2 separate regions of the Oryctolagus cuniculus genome follow, and region 1 is linked to region 2. Evidence: chromatin contacts called from public Hi-C data. All regions are on one chromosome and are shown on one strand. The core of a region is the stretch at or near the end of the contact, and the rest is flanking DNA. Distances in the headings are between cores, read along the strand shown. Region 1 has its middle 66 kb from the start of ZCCHC2. Region 2 holds the start of PHLPP1 (PH domain and leucine rich repeat protein phosphatase 1).

What was found. Hi-C and Micro-C count contacts between places; a contact is called where the count stands out from the background.
Region 1: a Hi-C map of embryonic fibroblasts shows a contact between it and region 2, with 5 times the contacts expected there. The contact joins the enhancer-like site here to the promoter of PHLPP1 in region 2. A contact is called at or near these places in 5 of 6 Hi-C or Micro-C datasets (ear pinna, embryonic fibroblasts, psoas muscle and 2 more).

The regions. Positions count from the first base shown.
Region 1 is chr10:15,984,985-15,990,861 of mOryCun1.1, reverse strand. No RefSeq gene overlaps it. Among named protein-coding and RNA genes, the nearest start is that of ZCCHC2, 66 kb to the left of the region's middle. Within about 2 kb of position 2,996, at least 1 of the 8 cell types and tissues checked has an H3K27ac peak or open chromatin away from gene starts, as enhancers often do.
Region 2 is chr10:15,813,322-15,819,134 of mOryCun1.1, reverse strand. PHLPP1 (PH domain and leucine rich repeat protein phosphatase 1) reads left to right here and starts at 4,103. Exons shown (of 17, transcript XM_051851890.2): 1 at 4,103-5,813. The coding sequence starts at 4,308. It overlaps LOC103349395 (a long non-coding RNA gene), which reads right to left and starts at 3,937. Exons shown (of 3, transcript XR_011379304.1): 1 at 3,807-3,937; 2 at 3,454-3,535; 3 at 3,196-3,333.

The sequences.
Region 1 (5,877 bases), core at 1,747-4,246, 170 kb before region 2:
CGTGGGGACATGGGAGAGTTGAGGAGAGCGCCTGGGGGTTTCAGAGGCGGGTTAGGAGGCAGCGGGCCTGGACCAAGGTGCTGGCAGCACTGGCTTGGCTATTGGGTGTATAGGGTATGGGGGGAGGCAGACGCAGGCGGACCTGGAGGGGTTGATGAAGGGAAGGGTACTTGGGGTGCGGCGGGAGGAGTGTGGGAAGGGCTGAGGCAGAGGACGCCCTGGTGCCCGCGGAGTTCGGCTTTGGTGACAGGAAGCCCTGTGGGGGGTTGAGCGCTGTGTAAAAGGGGAAAGAAGTGGGAGGAGGGGGGGTTATGGTGAAGGGAAGAGAAGAGGGAGGATAGGATAGGGGAAATGGTTAGAGAGAAAGAGGGGAGTATGGGGAAGAAGGGTGATATAGCAGAGCCGCTTGAAAGAGGTGCTAGCAGTGCGCAGAGATGGCTGCACCATGCGATGGAGGAGATAATGGATGGGAAGGGGAAAGAAAGGAGGATAGTAAGAGGTATAGGGTTGATAAGTTTGTTAGGAGCCTTTTTTCCAGTGGCACACTGGTCCCAGAGCTTGCTGCGGCTGAGGCAGGAGCCGCGTGGAGGGAGCCACGCTGTGGCACAGTTCCCCGAGAACCCTTCCGCCGCTCCATCTCGAGGTAGAGGGCAGTGCTGCCCCTGCCCGCCCAGCCTCCCTCCCTGGAGGGCTTGGCTGTTTTCAGACAGGAGTTTGGAGGTATGGGGGCACGGAGTGAGGCACACGGGTCACTGCCGACTGGGTCGTCCTCTGCGGGTGTCGCCGGGGCCCTTGCAGAAAGGGCGTGTCGTTTGCCGGGAGCATGCGCGTGCTCACTTTGGATTCCTGATGGTCATCCTAATGTTAAAGTCTGACGTCCTCGTCACTGCCTAGGGCGCAGTGCCGCACCTGTGCACGCACAAATAGCTTCCCTTGGCCGCAGCTCAGAACTTCCGGATTCTTTTTTTTTTTTTTTTGACAGGCAGAGTGGACAGTGAGAGAGAGAGACAGAAAGGTCTTCCTTTGCCGTTGGTTCACCCTCCAATGGCCGCCGCTGCAGCCGGCGCACCTCCTCCGATGTGGAGGAGCCAGGATCCAGGTGCTTTTCCTGGTCTCCCATGTGGGTGCAGGGCCCAAGCACCTGGGCCATCCTCCACTGCACTCCCTGGCCATAGCAGAGAGCTGGCCTGGAAGAGGGGCAACGGGGACAGAATCCGGCGCCCCGACCGGGACTAGAACCCGGTGTGCCGGCGCCGCTAGGCAGAGGATTAGCCTATTGAGCCACGGCGCCGGCAAATGAACTTCCGGATTCTTAAGCGCTGTGCTCGTTGGACAGACAGATGCCCTCTGTCGGAACGTGGTGCACGCAGACCTGTGTCACGCCTGGGAGCCTTTAGGCCTGCTCTTTCCCATCCTAGAGCTGAGCATGTGACACGCGTGGGGGCCTCAGACCCGTCCCACAATCACCAGGGACCCTGAATCCCAAGATCCTGTTTAGCTCCTGGAACCTGGGGCGTGGCGGGGTTGGTGGGGGCGGGCGTTGAGCGGGGTGGGGGTTCTTCACTCTTTTTCCTCTTGCCGCTCTCACCTGCTCTCTGTAGAGGGCAGAGCCAGCCTTGCCCCAGAAGAAATCGCTCCTTGGGAAGCAGTGCCACCTGGTGGGGGACGAGGGCAGTGCAAGCAAGCAGATGTAACTTCCGGCTGGCCTAGTGTAGGGACACTGACCGGAAGCCTGTGCCCGGTGCTTTCAAAGGCTGCAGGCCGCCGCCGCCTCCAGCACCGGGATCTGTGCGCGCCCCGACGGCCCTCACGGGCTCCTGTCCACGAACGGGCTGGGATCTTCCTCCCCGCTCCCCAGGTCAGGAACGGGGGTTTGGAGCCGTGACGTGCTGCGGACACCCCCTTCCTGTCCCCAGTCAGCATCTCCACGCTGAGCTAAACGCAGCGGCTTTGGAAAACTGTCCAAATAAAGCGAAGGGAACCCACGGATGTCCCGACCACGCGGCCTCTGGATTTCCACGGGAGGCCGGGCCCGGCCACGCGCCGGCGGCGGGCGGCCTCTGTCGTGTGCCTCCTTGCGGTTGGTGGCCACGGGATGGCAAAGCCGCCGCAGTAGGAAAGCGCCGTCTAGCCCGGTTGTAGACACGGGCCTCGGTGCGGGCCTGGCCGGAGGCTGAAACACAGATGGCTGGGCTTGCTCCCTGTGTGAGAAGCACGAGGAGAGGACGGGAGCTGCGACGTGGACCCAGACGCTGCCCCAGGCCGCCCCGTCGCCCAGACACAGCCGCAGAGCACGCGAGTAAAGACGAGGGCAGCCAAGCAGCCCCCGCAGGGAAACCGCGGCCGCCCACCCCCAGGGCCCTGCTGAGCGCCAAGGACGCCAGCAGGTTGCCCGGCGGTCGCTGGAGTGCAGCCCCAGGCACAGGCCCCAGCACCTGCCCACGTACGCGCCGGCGCCTCGGGCTGACGGGCGGTGTAGACTGGCTGCAGGGCTTCCATGTGGCCTCGTGCACACAGCGCTGTAACGTGGCGCGCAGTGGACTCTGACTGGGGGGGTTGTGTGCCCACTGGAGACCAGACGCAGCTCAAGCGTCGGCCTCACCACAGCCCGGTGAGGCAGGGGAGGGGCTGGGCGCCATTTTGCAGGCAGGGAAATCGAGGCACAGGGACTGAATTCGTGTCCACGAGCCAAGAGCGACCGAGCGGCGGCGAGCCTGGCGGGGTGGCCGCAGGGGCGCTGCTGCACGGCTCCTTCGCGTCCGGCACCAGCCGCCAGCGCTGTGTGCCTTCAACCCCACCGTCTCACTGCCCTCTTCAGACCCTTTCTCTCACCCGAGGGCTGGCGAATGCCGTCTCCCAAGTTCCGCCCAGTTCCACAATCCTGCGGCTCGAAGCTTGCTTTGTCGCTTTGTGCAGTTTCTCAAGGTGGCTACTCCTTACCCTTACGCTTCATTTTGGTTTGATCTCAAGTCCTTCTTTGGTGCGGTCGGGAACCTACACCCCACCTGTCACACACCCTGGCTGTGGGATGGGGGCGTCTCCAGGTGCTGGAGGAAGAGCAGAGAAAAGGCTCGGCTCTCAGGCCATCCGGCCACTAGGTGGCAGCATAAACATGGCCAGCGCTGAGCGGGGCCACGCCCCTCCCGCAAAGTTCCTAGGCTTTTCCCCAGTGGGATCCATGAAGTTTTCGTTTTCTGGGACTGAGACAAATAAAAAAAAAAAAAAAAAAAAAAAAAAAACAGCCCTAATGCCCTAATGACACAGGCAGGGAAAGCGCAAGATTCAAATTTCGGTGTCTACAAGTAAAGTTTGGGGAACCTACTTATCATTTACATATCATCTGTAGCACAGTGGAATGGTCAATGGTCACAACAGACGTGGCCCTCAACTCCTACTGTACAGACTCCAAGGAGCGCGTGGCCTCCCTGTGTATACCGCACCTGCTCTTGCAGTTACCGTCAAGGCCCTAAGCTCTGTCCTGCTGCCCCACGAGTAGGAATTTGCCACCTCCTGGCCATGCCCTTTTCTTCGCACCTGGCAGTGGTACTTGCCTACATTCAGTCACTCGGCTCAGTCTGGGGCACACGCAACTCCCACAAAGCAGCAGGTCTTGGGATCGCAGAGCGGGGAGCCGAATTCCGCCTGTGCAGAAGTGGGGAAAGACGGTCCGAGGACAGACACATCTTGGTCAGGCCACGAAGGGAGATGGCAAAGGAAACATCACCAAAGCTGCATTTCAGAAAGGCCACCAGCGGGTTTGGGAGGAGGGCGATGAAGGGGTCCTTAGTTGAGGCAGGGAGCCAGGAGGAGCAGCAGGTGGGAAGGGAACACAAGCTGCTGCAGGGGCGGACTTGGCAGTTAGAGTGACATCTGGCAAAGCCAGTCTTTCTCAGTCTGGCCGCTGGGCCACCTGAAGGGTGTAAGTAGAACAGACTCCTCAACCATTCCTCCTGCCAGACACATTCACCTAGGATGGAGTTTGCAGAGAGAGCCGAGCGGTCCATCAGATTGGGAATGAAAATTCAGAGATGTCGGAAAAGATCACGGGAATGCGCCCCGGGGCGGCGCTGCGGTGCAGCTAAGCCTCCGCCTGCCCTGCGGCGCTGGCATCCCACGTGGACACCCGTTCTTGTCCCGGCTGCTCCTTTTCCAAATCAGCTCTGCTATGGCCCAGGAAAGCGGCAGAAGATGGCCCAAGTGCTAGAGCCCCTGCACCCACGTGGGAGGCCCGGAAGAAGCTCCTGACTCTTGGCTTTGGATCGGCTCAACTCCAGCCTTTATGGCCATTTGGGGAGGGAACCAGCAGATGGAAGACCTTTGTCTCTGCCTCTCAAATCTATTAAAAAAGAGAGAACCTGCCCTGAAGAGCAGAGACCTCGCCAGTGAAGTGCTGCTGCCAACACGTGCAGTGGAGAGAAAGAATCGTCACATGAGGTCATGACCGGCGACCAGGAAGACAGTCACAGGGGAGAAAGGGCGGGCAGGAGATGCCAGACAGACGGGCCTAAGGCTGGCGAGAGAGAGTGGCATCGCAGCGGTCAGTGGGAAGGCGGAGGAGGGGACCGATGGCTTCCTCTTTCTCTCAGTGGGATGCAGGGCCGGAGGACTGGGGGCCAAGGTGTGGAACTGCTGCGTGGATCAGAAAGGGCCGCGAGCACAACTCCCAGCACCCGAGGTCAACAGAGGGTGGAACCACGTGTGAGGTGTGGCCAGCCGCACAGCCTGGTTTAGGGGTTGCTTCATTTCCATTCGATGGAGGAGGCAGAGCAGAGAAAGAGGGCCCCATGCATTGCTTGCCGAGACGCTGTGCCGACTTTGCCGCCCTCACTGGTTCAGCTTCCTCTTGGGGACTTTCTTTTCTGCCCCTCTCCCAACAAGCCCACTTCTGGTCCTCCTGCCAGGCCGTGTGTCTCGGCAAAGGGTCCCCACCATGCTGCCCACAGTCAGAAGCTGCATCCTGTACGCCCGCTCCCGGCCACGACACCGGGCCTCAGCTTGTGGCACAGCGAGTTGAGCCTCTGCCTGCAACACTGGCATCCCCTACCAGATTGCTGGTTCAAGTCCTGGCTGCTCCCTGTCTGGTCCAGATCCACTCTAATGAGCCTGCAAATGCAGTGGCAGATGACGCAAGCGCCTGGGCCCCACGTGGGAGGCCTGGATGAAGGTCCAGGCTCCTGGCTTTGGCCTGGCCCAGCCCTAGCTGTGGCGGTCATTTGGGTGACTGGACCAGTGAATGGAAGATCTAACTCTGCCTCCCGAGTCAGCTGTTAGAAAGTCATCCATTAACAGGAGATATTACAGTTCTACAGTAGCCTCAGTCCAGTAGTTGGATGTTGGGATAGCAATGCAGTATGCAGGTGGGTGCTGTGGGAGACTGAACCGTGCACCCCAGCATATCCGTCTGTGGGAGACTGAACCGTGCACCCCAGCATATCCGTCTGTGGGAGACTGAACCGTGCACCCCAGCATATCCGTCTGTGGGAGACTCAACCGTGCACGCCAGCATATCCGTCTGTGGGAGACTGAACCGTGCACCCCAGCATATCCGTCTGTGGGAGACTGAACCGTGCACCCCAGCATATCCGTCCAGTGGCAATTTGGAGAGGAGTATTCAGGGAACCTTGTGGACACGGGAATAGCTCAGGAAACTGTTCTTCTGTAAGTTAATTTTACATCTAAAGGAAATTACAATAGTGAAGTAAATGGGAAGCCAACACGGCTTCTCAGAGGGCCTGAGCTGGGGTGAGGGAAGACCTGGCGCCCCCTGCTTCCAGAGACCACCTGTGTAGGACGTCACGCTCCGTCTTCCTGTGTGAGCCCTTCCCCCAGGAGACGCACCTGTGTAATAACGGCCTTGGTGCACAGTGCACGGCCGTC
Region 2 (5,813 bases), core at 2,854-5,353:
GGAGTGAACCAGCAGTTGGAACATGGCTCTCTCTCCTTGTCTCTCCTTTTCTCCCTGTCACTCTTTCAAATAAATAAAAATAAATCTTAAAAAAAAAAAAGAGTAACAGAAAGAGAGATTGATCTTCCATCCACTGGTTCACTCCCTAAATGATGCAACTGCGGGCTGGGCCAGGTTGAAGCCAAGGGTTAGGAACTCTATCCACGTCTCCCATGTGAGTGGCAGGGGCCCACGTGCCCCAGCTTCCCCAGGATCATTAGCAAGAAACTGGATTGGAATATGAGCAGCCAGAACTGGGACAAGCACTCTGATATGGTATGCCTGGGTCACAAGTGACAGTGGTTTAATCCCTCTGCACCACAACGCTAGCCCTGGGGACTCGGGTTTTCTGTCTGTCTTTCTGTCCTCTCACATGCAAGTTGAGTGACTTCACTGAAGGTCTGGGGGTGGAACAAGGGAAGAGAAGCATTACCGACCCCCGCCTTTCTGCTTTCCCCTCACCTCCAATTATTATTCTCAATACAATGGAATTTGTCATCTTTCAAGTTATGACTCTATGAATGGAATCATACAAAAGTGTACTGTTCATTTCCCTCCCTGTTTTTTGTTTGTTTTGAGGTGGGAATGCTGTTACTTTAACTTTTTTTTTTTTTTTGCTTTCCTGAAACCAAGTATCTATCTGCCAATACTTTGGATACACAAAGTCTATGAGCAATGCTGTTCCTTAAAATTTTTCCCCTTGCAATAGATTTTTTTGTTATAAATACTTTGAAAGTATAAACAGAAATCCTGCAAGATAAAAAGGGAGAGCAATGGAGACTGTAAAGCTTAGTGCTGGGAATTAGAGGTAGATTAAATACAATACTGTACTGTCTCAGGATGCCACTGAACATCCAAGGTCCAGTGGTGACAGGACTTATGGTTGGAAGAGACTGTCTTAAAGCTTGTTACATTAGCTAAATAAATGTAACTCTAGAAAGCAAATTAATATACATTTGTTAATAGAGCAAAATTTAAAGAACTAATGAACATAAAGAGGTAAAAATTCTATGTTTTAGTTTTGAAATTTAACATTTTTTTTTATTTGAAAGGCAGAGTTACAGAGAAAGAGAGGGCACTACAGACAGAGCCCTTCCATCTGCTGGTTTACTCTCCAAATGACTGCAATGGCCAGGACTGGGCCAGGCCCAAGCCAGGAGCCAGGGTCTCTCATGTGGGTGTAGGGGCCCAAGGATTAGGACCATTTGCTTTCCCAGATGCATTAGCAGGGAGCTAGATCAGAAGTGGAGCAGCTGAGACATAAATCGGTGCCCAAACGGGATGCTGGTGTCACAGGTGGAGGTTTAACCTGCTATGCCACAATGCTGGCCCCCTGGGCTTTGTTTTTAAATCATATTAAAGGATGTGCAAACTAAAATACCTATCTTTCCATTTCTAGAACTAATGGGTTATGTTAGGTGCTACTCAAGGAAACATATAGGTTAGTATAGCTAAAATTTATCTTCAATATACAATATGCACAATCTGCCTTTTTTTTTTTTTTTTTTTTTGACAGGCAGAGTGGACAGTGAGAGAGAGAGACAGAGAGAAAGGTCTTCCTTTTTGCCATTGGTTCACCCTCCAATGGCTGCTGCGGCTGGCGCGCTGCGCTGATCCGAAGCCAGGAGCCAGGTGCTTTTCCTGGGGGACATCCACCACTGCACTCCCGGGCCACAGCAGAGAGCTGGCCTGGAAGAGGGGCAACCGGGACAGAATCCAGCGCCCCGACCGGGACTAGAACCCGGTGTGCCGGCGCCGCTAGGTGGAGGATTAGCCTAGTGAGACACCGCGATTCTTCATCAAGTACTTATTTTTTATTCGCTCCAGAAAATTTCATTCTAAGTTAGCTCTCTATTTTCTGACTTCCCCTCGTTTTGAGTCCCTTTCCTTCCTTCCTTCCTTCCTTCCTTCCTTCCTTCCTTCCTTCCTTCCTTCCTTCCTTCCTTCCTTCCTTCCTTCCTTCCTTCCTTCCTTCCTTCCTTCCTTCCTTCCTTCCTTCCTTCTTTCTTTCTTTCTTTCTTTCTTTCTTTCTTTCTTTCTTTCTTTCTTTCTACAGGCAGAGTGGACAGTGAGAGAGAGAGAGACAGAGAGAAAGGTCTTCCTTTTGCCCTTGGTTCACCCTCCAATGGCCGCCGCACTCGGCGCGCTGCAGCCGGCGCACTGCGCTGATCTGATGGCAGGAGCCAGGTGCTTCTCCTGGTCTCCCGTGGGGTGCAGGGCCCAAGGACTTGGGCCATCCTCCACTGCACTCCCTGGCCACAGCAGAGAGCTGGCCTGGAAGAGGGGCAACCAGGACAGAATCCTGCGCTCCGACTGGGACTAGAACCCGGTGTGCAGGGGCAGCAAGGCGGAGGATTAGCCTAGTGAGCCGCGGCGCCGGCGGAGTGTGTTTCCACAGTACCTTATATTTTTGTACATGTCTCACTTGTTGAACATTCTAATTTATAAACCCTGTGGAGGCAAGGATAGTGTATGATATATTCAATTGCTTTACCTAGTGACTGGTTCATAATACATGCTCACAATTATTTGTTAAATTAATTGACTTGAATTTGTTAACTCTCGTGTGAGAACTTGCAATATCCCTACATTCAAAAGTGTTTGCTGTTGATTGAATTCAAACGGAGTAAAAACTATTTTCACGAGGCCAGGGAAGACTTCAAAAGGAAAATATATGAAAATTTTCTTTCAGAAATTTCAGGAATCACAGAGAAGTATTTATTTGTTGTCCAGGTAGCTGCTTCCACTCCTCTTGGAGAAACTGCAAGGATAAGCTAAGTGCGATTCTCTCGCCACAACTTCCAGTTCTCTCTCCTTTTCTCTCCTCACCTCCAAGTTTAGCAACTGAAAGTTCAGACAGGCCCTGGATGGTAGTAAAGTTATTTTAAAAGTCTCACGTGTGGAAATCCCGACTTACAAATCTAAGACTGTTAGATCAATTTAAAACGTGTACTAAATTCTTTGAAACAGTAAACTGTCCCGCTACAGACTACAATGCTGTTTCAACTGACGAAATAAATGTAACTTTTCAGACCACAACTACACATAGAAGCTGCAGGGAAATCCTGTTGTGAACGTGACTGAAAAAACCCGGGAAGGCGACGGGAACACGCGAAGCAGCCCCCCGCGTCTCCACGCCACCGCTTCTTCCCTTTCCCACTTCACTCCGCCTGAATAAAGCGACGGCAAACTTCAAACAACTCCGGTTCTTTGCTGTGCTCCTTCCGGCGGGAGAGGATGGGCTCAGGGCTCCCGCAAGCATATTCAATGAGGACACTGCCCGTCTCCCCGGGCCTCGAAAGAGAAAAATCGTGTCGGCGCACCGGGAGTGCCGGTGATCCTGAGGTGCTGTGCTGTGGGTGTGTATTTGTATCTCACGCAATGGGCGGGGGTGAGGATCGAGTGTTTTCTTACCGTTTAGAGTCCCTGGAAATCCTCCTTTTTCAATTAGCAAGGAAAATAAAAGTCATCTGGCAAGGGACAGTGGGCGGGTAAGCTACAAGTAAACCCGCAAGAACACACTTCGGTACAGAGTTCAACAGCAGAGGGCACAATCCCCACTGGTCATGGTCAGATGCTGGCAGCAAGGCGGAGAACCCAAGGATCGCTGGGGCTTGTAGTTCCCCACTTTTCTCTCAAGAATAGCCGTCCCCAGAAGAGAACTACAACTCCCTAGGTGCACCGCGCACCCCTCTCGTCACCACCCCTCTCCGAGGCCGGCTCTGGGACCTCCCGGGAGACTGCCCCCGCCCCGCCCCCGCACGCACGCGTCACGTTTGTTTACTCTTAGGCTCCGCCCCCCGCCGTCCTCCGGCGCTCCCCGCTCCTCCCGGGAATGCCGTCATGCTGGCGATGCATATTCATGAGGTGCGCGCTGAGCTCTCGCCCGGCCCGCCTCCCGCCTTCCCGCTCCCGCCGCGCGATTAATATTCAATGAGCCCAGCTCGGCGGCTGGTTCGCCGGGGCGAGGTGGGGGGAGCAGGCGGGGCCTGGCGCGGGGGAGCTCGCGACCCCCGCGGGGAGGGCGTGTGTGCGGGGGGGGGGGCGGCGGCGGCGGCGGCGAGGCGGGCGGGCGCGCGGGATGGAACACCGAGACACCGGCGGAATACTCCGAATTGCCACATAATCCCCTGGAACGGCCGCGCCGAACGCCATTGGCTTCTCCCTTCTCCGCGCGCCGCCGCCGCCGCCGCCGCCGTCTCCCACCTTCGCCTCCCTCTCCGCCCGCTGCCTCCGGAGCTGGGGGGAAAACGCGAAGCCCCGCGGCAATGGAGCCCGCCGCCGCGGCCCCGGCGCAGCGACTCCCCGACCCCGGCCGGGAGGACCGCGCTCCGGCTCCCGCAGCAGCGGCGGCGGCGGCGGCGGCGGCCGGGGGCGGCCGGAGCCTGGAGTCCGCGCCGACCGCGGCGGCCCCGAGCGGCGGGAAGGGCAGCGGCTGCGGGGCGCGGGAAGAGGCCCCCGGCGAGGCGCCGCTGGGGCCGCTGCCGGGCCGGGCGGGGGGCGCCGGGCGCAGGAGGCGGCGCGGGGCGCCTCAGCCCGCGGCCGGCGGGGCAGCCGCGGTGCCGGGGGCCGGCCACGGCGCTAACTCGCTGCTGCTGAGGAGAGGGCGGCTCAAGAGGAATCTGTCCGCCGCTGCCGCCTCGTCGTCGTCGTCGTCGTCGTCGTCCTCGTCGTCGTCTTCGGCGGCTGCCGTCTCGCACCCCGCGGGCGCCGCCGGCCTCCCCGCCTCCTGCTCGGCCTCGGCGTCGCTGTGCACCCGGAGCTTGGACAGGAAGACGCTGCTGCTGAAGCACCGGCAGGTGATGCCGCTGCAGCCGTCGGACCGGGACTGGGTGAGGCAGCAGCTCCGGCGGGGCTGCCTGCACGTCTTCGACCGCCACACGGCCTCCGCCTACCTGCGCCCGGTGCTCTGCACGCTGGACACCACGGCCGGGGAGGTGGCCGCCCGCCTGCTGCAGCTCGGCCACAAAGGCGGCGGCGTGCTGAAGGTTCTGGGCCAGGGGCCCGGACCCGCTGGCGCCGAGGCTTCCCCCGACGCCGGGCCCCGGCTCGCGGCCCCCGAGCTGCCGGCGGGGAACGCGCCGGGTGCCGTCGGGGGCCCCTCGCGCGCGCCGCCCACCGACCTGCCACTGCCCGCCGGCGGCCCGGGCCGGGGGGCGCGGTGCGCCGCCCGCGCTAGCCCGGTCCCCTCGGACTGCAGCCCCGGCGAGCCGTTCGCTAGGGGCCTCGGCTCTCCTCCGCCAGGCGTCCCGCGGCCCCTGGACGGCGCGGCCGCGGCGCCGGCCTCCGACACCGAGAGCTTCAGCCTGAGCCCCAGCGCCGAGAGCGTGTCCGACCGGCTGGACCCCTACAGCAGCGGCGGCGGCTCGTCCTCGTCTGAGGAGCTCGAGACCGACTCAGCCCCGACCCCGACGGGGGCCCCGGGTCAGCCCTGCGGTCCCGCACAGCCCGGGCCGCCTTCCCCGACCGCCTCCCGCTCTCTGCCGAAGCAAGCCCCCAGGGGCGCGGACATCGCAGGCGGCGCTGCCCCCGAGGGGCCTCGGCCGGAGGAGGCGGCGGCGGCGGCCGAGGCCCCAGGAGGCGCCCCGTCGAAGGTGCCCCCGCCGCCCACCCTCTACGTGCAGCTCCACGGAGAGACCACCCGGCGCTTGGAGGCGGACGAGAAGCCGCTGCAGATCCAGAATGACTACCTCTTCCAGCTGGGATTCGGGGAGCTGTGGCGGGTGCAGGAGGAGGGCATGGACTCGGAGATCGGCTGTCTCATCCGCTTCTAT